Regions from separate parts of the Mus musculus genome. Here all the other regions are linked to region 3. A link is a contact called in public HiChIP or PLAC-seq data. All regions are on one chromosome and are shown on one strand. Each heading gives the region's core, a stretch centred on a gene start, on an enhancer-like site or on the middle of the called end of the contact. The rest is flanking DNA. Distances are from core to core; before and after follow the strand shown. Region 1 has its middle 62 kb from the start of Sv2b. Region 2 has its middle 40 kb from the start of Gm46017. Region 3 overlaps Akap13 (A kinase (PRKA) anchor protein 13).

Region 1 (2,715 bases), core at 177-2,676, 320 kb before region 3:
AGACATTAAACTAATAAGGGAGATTTGTGGCTTGATCAGAATGTTTTTCTTAACAGTACCAAGTGTGAGTATTTGCATGACTTGAAGTTAAGTGAGAAAAGGTTAGTGTGCTGGCTTCCTTGCCTTTACTAAGTATGTTAACAAAAATGGCAGTGGCTGCAGATGAGCACCATTCTGTTTGCAACGGGCAGTAGTTAATGCTGAGACTCCTAACCAATCAAGTGACTTTTGAGCACTCACCCCTAAATGGAACATCTATATCACCCTTCCAAAGCTCATGAAACATTAAGGAAGACGGAGCAGAGATAATGTAAGAGCTACAGCCTGAAGGTGGGAGCGGGGTGCTATGAAATCCATGCTGTCTTCTGCACATAATTGCGGTACCTATGAAGTCCTGGCAACTGTGGCTATCTGCACAAGACAGGGCCCACTAACATTCCCTGTGGGTGGTGGGCGAGCTCATGAGGCCCCACCTCTCCCTGAGGAGCGATGGGCAGTAATGATTGCAGGGGTAGAAGTCACATTCCTCAGTGGTGTGGACAGTGGCAAGTTGTCCTTGCTCAAGCTAATAACTCCCCCAACCTTTCTCATTAAAGCAACCAAACTTAAACGCAGTAAGGAACAACCATGTTAAAACTTAAAAAGACATGGAAGTAGGAAGGGCACTTGCTGGGAAGAAGGGTGTTAACAAGAGGGTCAGGGAGAGAAGATAGGAAAACTGGGGAGGAGTTGGGAACATGGCTCGGGGAACACTGGCCTCAGAGACAGTGCTGGTGGTGCACACCCATGCAGGCAAAACACTCATACGTATGAAATAAAAATAGTAAGTGACTTTTTAAATGTCTCTCATTGTCCTGGCATTGACCTTGAAAGGCGTGTGGGAAATTGTGCTGCTAGGTCCACCCTACGCACCCCTACTCCCTGCCATCTGAGGGCTGAGGATCTTGGACCACAGCCTTCCTTCGTGCACTGAACAGCAGCTTGACTCACCTCTCTGGGACTCTTCCTTGCTTTTATTTTCTGCAATGCTTTGTGAGAAAAGTGTGTACCCCAGTGTCAAGGAAGCTTCTGGTGGGGCTCCGCTGCCAGCTCGTGGCTCCACTTCCTCAATCTCTGCGCTTCTGTTTCTCTTTTTTTTTTTTTAAACTCAAACCTGTGTGCTTCTGTGTCATTTATAAAATACTGTTTAAAATGTTTCAAGTGTAGCAACAGCTGCTACTATAAGGCTGTTACATTTAAAAAATACTAGGAACTATGTTAATCTTTGAAAACCCCAGAAGATCTGCTGGGAAAGGAAGGCAGGATGGTGTAAAGCCTGCCTCTCCAGCCTTTTCAGCGTATTGCTGTTGGATATATCACTGTCAGGGGCTTGCGACAAGCTCTTCCCTGGTTCTCCATGCTGTAGAGTGCCTGCCCCAGCAGATGGCAGAAGAGAACTGAGATGATGGAGAAGAAACCTGCCCAGGCGATTCACTCAGTCTGTGCTCTGAACACAGAACATCCTCATTCTAGTATATAATCTGAAACAGCCCTGCATAGTGATGTCATAGATTTACTAAATCGTATAAACACAGATGGGTCTGGAAGGTCTGTCAGTGACCGCTACAGTGAAATCAGTCTCTCCAGGGTTCCGGACACAGAAATGCCTACCCCAGTGTCCTCTGCCCGTAACCCCAGCTACTGTTCCCTCCTACCCTACCCTCCTTGTTAGGGTGACTAACTCGGTTTAATTTTCATGTCTCAAAGTAGATACCCAAAGGAAAACTACCTCTGATGGGACATGAAAGATTGAATTGGTATTTGCTTTCTTTTTTATTATATTTACCTCTCTCTCTCTTTCTCTCTCTCTCTCTCTCTCTCTCTCTCTCTCTGTGTGTGTGTGTGTGTGTGTGTGTGTGTGTGTGTGTGTGTTTCAAAGAAGCTAGAGTTACCTGCACAAAACCAAGCCAGTCACTAAGTACATGAATCCAAGAATGGGGTGGGCTCAGGCCCAGCACTAGCTGAGGAGATTTTGACAACTAAGGTAAGGGTTGTTACAGAAAGAGAAGTCATTTTTCCTCTGGCCCTTGCTGGGTTGCCCATATGCATACTGGTAAGACTAACTGGACTCAGTAGATTATTTAAAAGAAGGAGGAGGGGGAGGAGGAGGAGGAAGGGAAGGAGGAAGAAGAGTAGAGGGACATAAAGGGGAAGGACACGTGTGGGGGACTCTGGAGAAAGGAGTGGGGAGCAGGGCTATTATCAGACACATTGTCTAAATTATGAAATTGTCAAAGAACAAATAAAAATATATTTTTAATGAAACCACAGTCCCCGGATCTTGGCCCCTTGCTATCTATATCTGTGTGGAAGACATTTGGTCGGTTAAATCACCATCCGACTTGAAGGACTGGGCCAGGACGGGGGCACAGTTAGGAAGGAAGAGGAGGAGATGCAGCTGCTGTGAGAGTCACAGCCCTGTCTGCTGATTAGAGGATGTGGCTTTCTCACATGGACTCGCACAGCAGACAGGCTGCATGTGGTTTCCCAGGCCCACATGCTCTCTCTGCCCTTAAACAGGCTACCTCCTGGGGGCCCTCAGAGTCATCTACACCACGAACTGACAACATATGGGGCTTCTGTGAGGATTCCATGAGATCACAGATGGAAAGGGACCAGGCATGCAGTGACTCTGACTCCCATGCAACTGGGTGACAGGTGCAGGAAGATGTCATC
Region 2 (2,700 bases), core at 165-2,664, 290 kb before region 3:
TCGGGAGGCAGAGGCAGGCAGATTTCTGAGTTCGAGGCCAGCCTGGTCTACAAAGTGAGTTCCAGGACAGCCAGGGCTACACAGAGAAACCCTGTCTCGAAAAACAAAAAAAAAAAAAGAAAGAAAGAAAGAAAGAAAGAAAGAAAGAAAGAAAGAAAGAAAGAAAGAAAGAAAGAAAGAAAGAAAGAAAGAGAGAGAGAAATATCAATCTAAAGAGACCCGGGAAGATGGCCTAGTGGTTAAGAGCACCCGCTGCCCTTCCAGAAGACCTGGGTTTGGTTCCAAGCAGCCACATGGTAGATCACAAACCCAGTTTCAGGGGATCCAGCTTTCTCCTCTAACCTCCCTTGGCATGAGGTGTACACACACGCACACACACACACACACACACACACACACACACACATGTGTGCGCACGTGCACAAGCAGAACATCCATACAAGTCATGTATGGATGTTTAAAAAACAAGTCATTTTTTAAAAAGCCAACTAAGGAAGCAGAACATCTGATGGAATTTAGAAAGACGAGTAGGTAAAATTGAAAAGGGTAGACATACAATAGAACTGAGCAGCTCTTCTCTACCTTATCCAATACCACCGGTTCATAGACTGGGGCAATTACACACACACACACACACACACACACACACACACCACACACCACACACCACACACCACACACCACACACCACACACCACACACCACACACACATACACACACACGCACGCACGCACGCACGCTGACATCTGCGCCATGTTTGTATTTTTGGTAGTCACAACTTAGAGGTGTTACCAACATTTTGTAGATAGAGTCCATGGACGATGCTAAGCATTCCGTAAAGCGTAGGATACCCAGCCTTCTCTACAGGAAATACTATGCAGCCCCCAATGTCAATGGTGCTTCGATAAAGAAGTCCTGTTTGAGTTAATAAACACAGGTAAAGGAGTTAGGGGTTTATACTTCCTGCAGATGCACATGTGCGCCACCTCTCTTGTCACGTTGGGAAAAGAAAGCCAAGACCTAGAGATAACCAAAGTCTGGCTTGGCTGTTTCCCGGTGCCCACACACAGACTTCGGAGGTCACATCTGGCTACTGTACCCTTGTTTCCTTCAGCTCAGGACACCTGAAGAAGCATCTGCTACCCACAAATCCTGTCTCCGCTAGGCTTTTGGCTGGCTTTCTCGGTTTGTCTCCAACCCAGGAAAGACAAAAGACATTTACAAGAAACGGAAAAGTGCATTGGAAAGAGCTGGCCAACATCAACCAGCAAAACTCCTGCCCCTGCCCTCAGCAGCGGCCCCACCTTCAGCAGGACCCGCCCACAGCAGCCAGACTGGTTTTCACTGCTGGCAGTCCCTGTTCTCAGAACCTTTTTGTCCTTGGTTTTAAATGACCTCATCCTCGACGTGCAGAATCTAGAACAGCACAGCTGTCACTAGCTGGCATCTCCTTAGAATTGTAGCGTCTCAGCCCCACCCCTTGACTCAAATCTCTTCATTTTACCAAGATCTTCGAGTGATTCAGAGGCAAAGCTCACTGATAGGGTTTATGAGTCAAGATAAAACTTCAAAGTGGGCAGCTGAAGACAGAAGCAAAGTTAATCATGTAACATGATATACAGTTTCTCTAAGAGATGTAGGCTGTGGATGGTAGCCTGCACTGTAGAAATGTAAAGGAATGTGTAGAAAAGGGGGGTGTAAATGTCATGTAAAAAGACACTTTTAAATGTTCCAAAGGGGTTCACTGTACCCAGCAGCTGAACAGCAACATAAGAGATGAGGTCTGTCTCTATAGCCCAGGATGACCTTGAACTTACAGCAATCCCCCAGCCTCAGCCTCTAAAAGGAACCATCACCTTAGCTTATTTTTTAAAATAGAAAACAAAAATGTTATCTCCCATTAAATGAGAAAAACTGATCTAATCAATATCCCCAATACAGCAATTCAAATATCAACTATCAATATCCCCAATATCAATTTTTATAAGAAAACAAAAAGTATATGTCTCACAATGTAGTCTGGGCTGCCCTAAAACTAGCTATACTAGGCTGGCCTCAAACTCATAAAGAGCTGCCTACCTCTGCTTCCTGAGTGCTGTGATTAGAGGCATGTACTACCAAGCCTGCCTAATACACACACACACACACACAGAGAGAGAGAGAGAGAGAGAGAGAGAGAGAGAGAGAGAGAGAGAGAGAGAGAGAGAGAGAGATTATTTTTAAAATAACTTAGGAAACAAGTTAAGGTAGATGACGCAGTTCCAACTTCAGGTTCACTTTCAGCGCATCCAAATTGGCTTGGTTTGATTCATCCAACAAACATCAGTGCCCTGGTTTATGCAGAGTTACAAACTGCAAGGAATGTAGCCACCCACACAGCAGCCAGTGTAGAATAGAAGCTTTGGGCTTTAGGATTGCAGCTAAGAAGGAAGGGAGAAAGGAAAGGAAAGGAAAGGAAAGGAAAGGAAAGGAAAAAGAAAGAAAGAAAGAAAGAAAGAAAGAAAGAAAGAAAGAAAGAAAGAAAGAAAGAAGAAGAAGGAGGAAGGGAGGGAGGGAGAGAGAGAAAGAAGAAGGAGGAGGAGGGGAGGGAGGGAGGGAGGGAGAAAGGAAGGAAGGAAGGAAGGAAGGAAGGAAGGAAGGAAAGAAGGAGGAAGACAAGCAGATAGAAAGATAAGATTCCGGGTCAGGTCTTGATTCTG
Region 3 (2,700 bases), core at 172-2,671:
TGGTAGTGGAATATTACCCCCAAATATGACCTCATTTTTGTGCTTTTTATTAGTACTAGTAAATACTAGTACTTACCTATTAAATAGTATCTTCAGTTCTAGCAATAACACGCTTTTAGAACTAAACATGAATATTTAAAAATACATCAGTTGGTCTGGAGAGATGGCTCAGTGGTTAAGAACACTTACTGCTCTTGCAGAGGACTGACATTTGGTGCCTAGCACCCACATAAAGTGGCTTACAGTCATCCATGACTCCAGTTCCAAGGACCTAGTATCTTCTTCTGACCTCCAGGGGCACCAGACATGAATGTAGCATGGATACATGCATTCAGATAAAACACTCTATACAAAAATAATAATAAATATAAAATATTATTTTTTAAAAAGAATACATTAATCTATACAGATTTAAATATTCCATCACAGCAAATGTTTTAGGATTAGGAATGTATTCAGTTCATTGTAAATTGAGTTTTAAAGTATATTGCATGTCATTATTAAATTTAGCAATTTGAAAATCCATGCCCCATGGTTATTCCCTAGAGAAAATATGGTCTTTGTGTCAATCATACTGCTCAAGAAAGTCTGTTGATCCCTCCCTTACCTGTGAGAGCTTCATGCCCCTGAGAAGTTTGGCAGATGACCTTTCTTTTAGTAAATGGTACTAATTATCATTGCTATCTTTCTGACTTAATCTTTCTAGATGAAGTCAACACATCTAGATAAATATCCGCATTTTTGTACCATGGTGTGCTGTGCTGTGCTGTGCTGTGCTGTGCTGTGCTGTGCTGTGCTGTGCTGTGCTGTGCTGTGCTGTGCTATGCTATGCTATGCTATGCAATGCATAGTCCTCATAGAGCTTCCATCTTACCTTTAGTTCCTCTTGTGCACAGCCTCAGAGTGGGTGTTGTGCTGCATGTATCTTTCTGATCTAGACAAGTTGCCTGCAGTCAACTTCCTCTTAAAAGTCTGCTGTTCTCGGAGGTCATTTTTCAGACCTCACAGTTGTATTTGAAACATAGCAACTGTTTGCCTCAGATTCCATGGTTACACATGGAACAAGCTCTAAATAATCAGAAATCTCTGGCCCAAATGAGTGAGTGCATGCTAGGAGGAGACGTTCAGTATCTCAATTTGTGTGAATCAGAAAAAGGCAGATTTCATCTTGTGAGAGTATTCGAATGAGCTGTCTCAAAATGAAAGACACATGAGACCCTTATCACCAGAAGTAAAAAATGGTTGCTTCCGGGATGTTAAAAGGAGCCTCTGCTTTTGCTTGGGCTACATGGCTTTTAAAATGCTATGGATTTAAATTGCCAGTAACTACTGAGGAAGTTAAGTTACTAAATTGCAGTCACCCTGTGTTCATGTACAGTCAATCTAAGAGGAAGTGAAAGAGATTTCGCCTCTTCCCAGATGCAACGCTGCTTTGCTACTGCTCTTGAACTGCTTTCTGCTCACATCTCAGTTTCCAAGTCCTTATAATCAGAATAACAACATGTCCTATTGTCAATCTCTGAAGACAGTTTGATTTTTCAAAGCAGCAGTGCTCTATGTAATTTGGTACCTCTGATGAAGTTACTTACCAGGTTGTGTGACCAGCAAATACCTAGTGAGTTCTTACTCAATTTGAAACCTTATTAAATGCTCTGAGGGATGGAAACCCACTGTAAATGGTGAATACTCACCAGTTCCAGGAGGAACAAGGAGGCTTAGAAAGCTAAGCAGCTAAGTACCAGTTAAGTGGCAGAGGCAGACTGGATTCCACTTCTTCCTTCACTAAGTTGGGTCAATGCAAATTCTGCACGTCTATATATATGAATATGTACTTAGAACTCATCCTCCATTTTTTTTTAATTTTGTAGACATGTTACAGGTCTAAACAACAGGGATTTAACTACTGTACATCAGCCATTTCTTCTCCATTGACAAAATCCATCTCATTAATGACAATCAGTCATCCTGGATTGGACAGTGAGTATATTACTTTTTTAAAAAAATTAAGTATACCTTAACTACTTTTCTTATCAATTTTCTTATTTTGGGATCTTATTAACTTCTAAAATGTGTCTGCTTCTTCTTTGGACTGTCTTTATACTTAACCATAACTGCTAAGATATCAGTTTTTAACCCTTCCTCTTGGTATATAAAAGCCTCTTTGATGCGTACATTATATTCATTATATTGTGGAGTTTAAATATGACACTATTTTTAAAAGGATTTTTTAAATAATTTCAGACTTGAAAATGGGTAAAATGACTCTCACTGAAGAAATACCTAGCAAGAAAAGTACATGGAAAAAATATCAAGAACTTGTGCATTCTTCCCTCAAATTACCAAATGTTACAATATTTCATATTTTTCCAGAATACTCCCTTTCTTTATCACTCTCCTTCAGAGCGTAGGTTTCTGTACCCCTAAGTAATTTAATATGTCTCTTAAAAACAAAGATACCTTTCTTATTACCTGAATCAGGGGATTAATCCTGATCAAATTAATCTAATATAGACACAGTTCAGTTTTTCTCACCTTTTCCTGGGTCCAGGATCCTGTCTAAGAACAGATGTTAAAATGAGTATTTATGTCACAGTAGGCTCCTTAAATCTAGAAATATTTTTCAAGTGATCTTGCTTCTGCTGAACTTCACAGAAGACAAATTAATTCTAGCAGTCAGAAATTTCAAGCTCAAGAGACAGA

Evidence for each region. HiChIP or PLAC-seq counts read pairs in DNA pulled down with a chosen protein or histone mark.
Region 1: a contact with region 3 is called in an H3K27ac HiChIP or PLAC-seq map of regulatory T cells, with 4 times the contacts expected there. The contact joins two enhancer-like sites. A contact is called at or near these places in 2 of 15 datasets of contacts at CTCF or cohesin (the NIH/3T3 cell line and large pre-B cells), 6 of 484 Hi-C or Micro-C datasets (Sertoli cells, cardiomyocytes, embryonic stem cells and 3 more), 13 of 115 datasets of contacts at active chromatin or transcription factors (the 230-238 cell line, the NIH/3T3 cell line, T-cell acute lymphoblastic leukemia and 9 more) and 2 of 9 other capture datasets (adipose tissue and liver).
Region 2: a contact with region 3 is called in a BATF HiChIP or PLAC-seq map of CD8 T cells, with 6 read pairs. The contact joins two enhancer-like sites. A contact is called at or near these places in 2 of 15 datasets of contacts at CTCF or cohesin (the NIH/3T3 cell line and large pre-B cells), 4 of 484 Hi-C or Micro-C datasets (CD4 T cells, adipose-derived mesenchymal stem cells, epidermal suprabasal cells and 1 more), 2 of 115 datasets of contacts at active chromatin or transcription factors (CD8 T cells and cardiomyocytes) and 2 of 9 other capture datasets (adipose tissue and pancreatic islet).

Annotation. Positions count from the first base shown.
Region 1 is chr7:75,369,680-75,372,394 of GRCm38.p6, forward strand. No RefSeq gene overlaps it. Among named protein-coding and RNA genes, the nearest start is that of Sv2b, 62 kb to the left of the region's middle. Within about 2 kb of position 1,427, at least 148 of the 459 cell types and tissues checked have an H3K27ac peak or open chromatin away from gene starts, as enhancers often do. A contact at or near this core is called in the 230-238 cell line, Th17 cells, adipose tissue and 5 more, where this site is marked.
Region 2 is chr7:75,396,332-75,399,031 of GRCm38.p6, forward strand. No RefSeq gene overlaps it. Among named protein-coding and RNA genes, the nearest start is that of Gm46017, 40 kb to the right of the region's middle. Within about 2 kb of position 1,415, at least 90 of the 459 cell types and tissues checked have an H3K27ac peak or open chromatin away from gene starts, as enhancers often do. A contact at or near this core is called in CD8 T cells and adipose tissue, where this site is marked.
Region 3 is chr7:75,685,345-75,688,044 of GRCm38.p6, forward strand. It overlaps Akap13 (A kinase (PRKA) anchor protein 13), which reads left to right. Exons shown (of 37, transcript NM_029332.1): 14 at 1,869-1,977. Among named protein-coding and RNA genes, the nearest start is that of AU020206, 95 kb to the right of the region's middle. Within about 2 kb of position 1,422, at least 115 of the 459 cell types and tissues checked have an H3K27ac peak or open chromatin away from gene starts, as enhancers often do. A contact at or near this core is called in the 230-238 cell line, CD8 T cells, Th17 cells and 6 more, where this site is marked.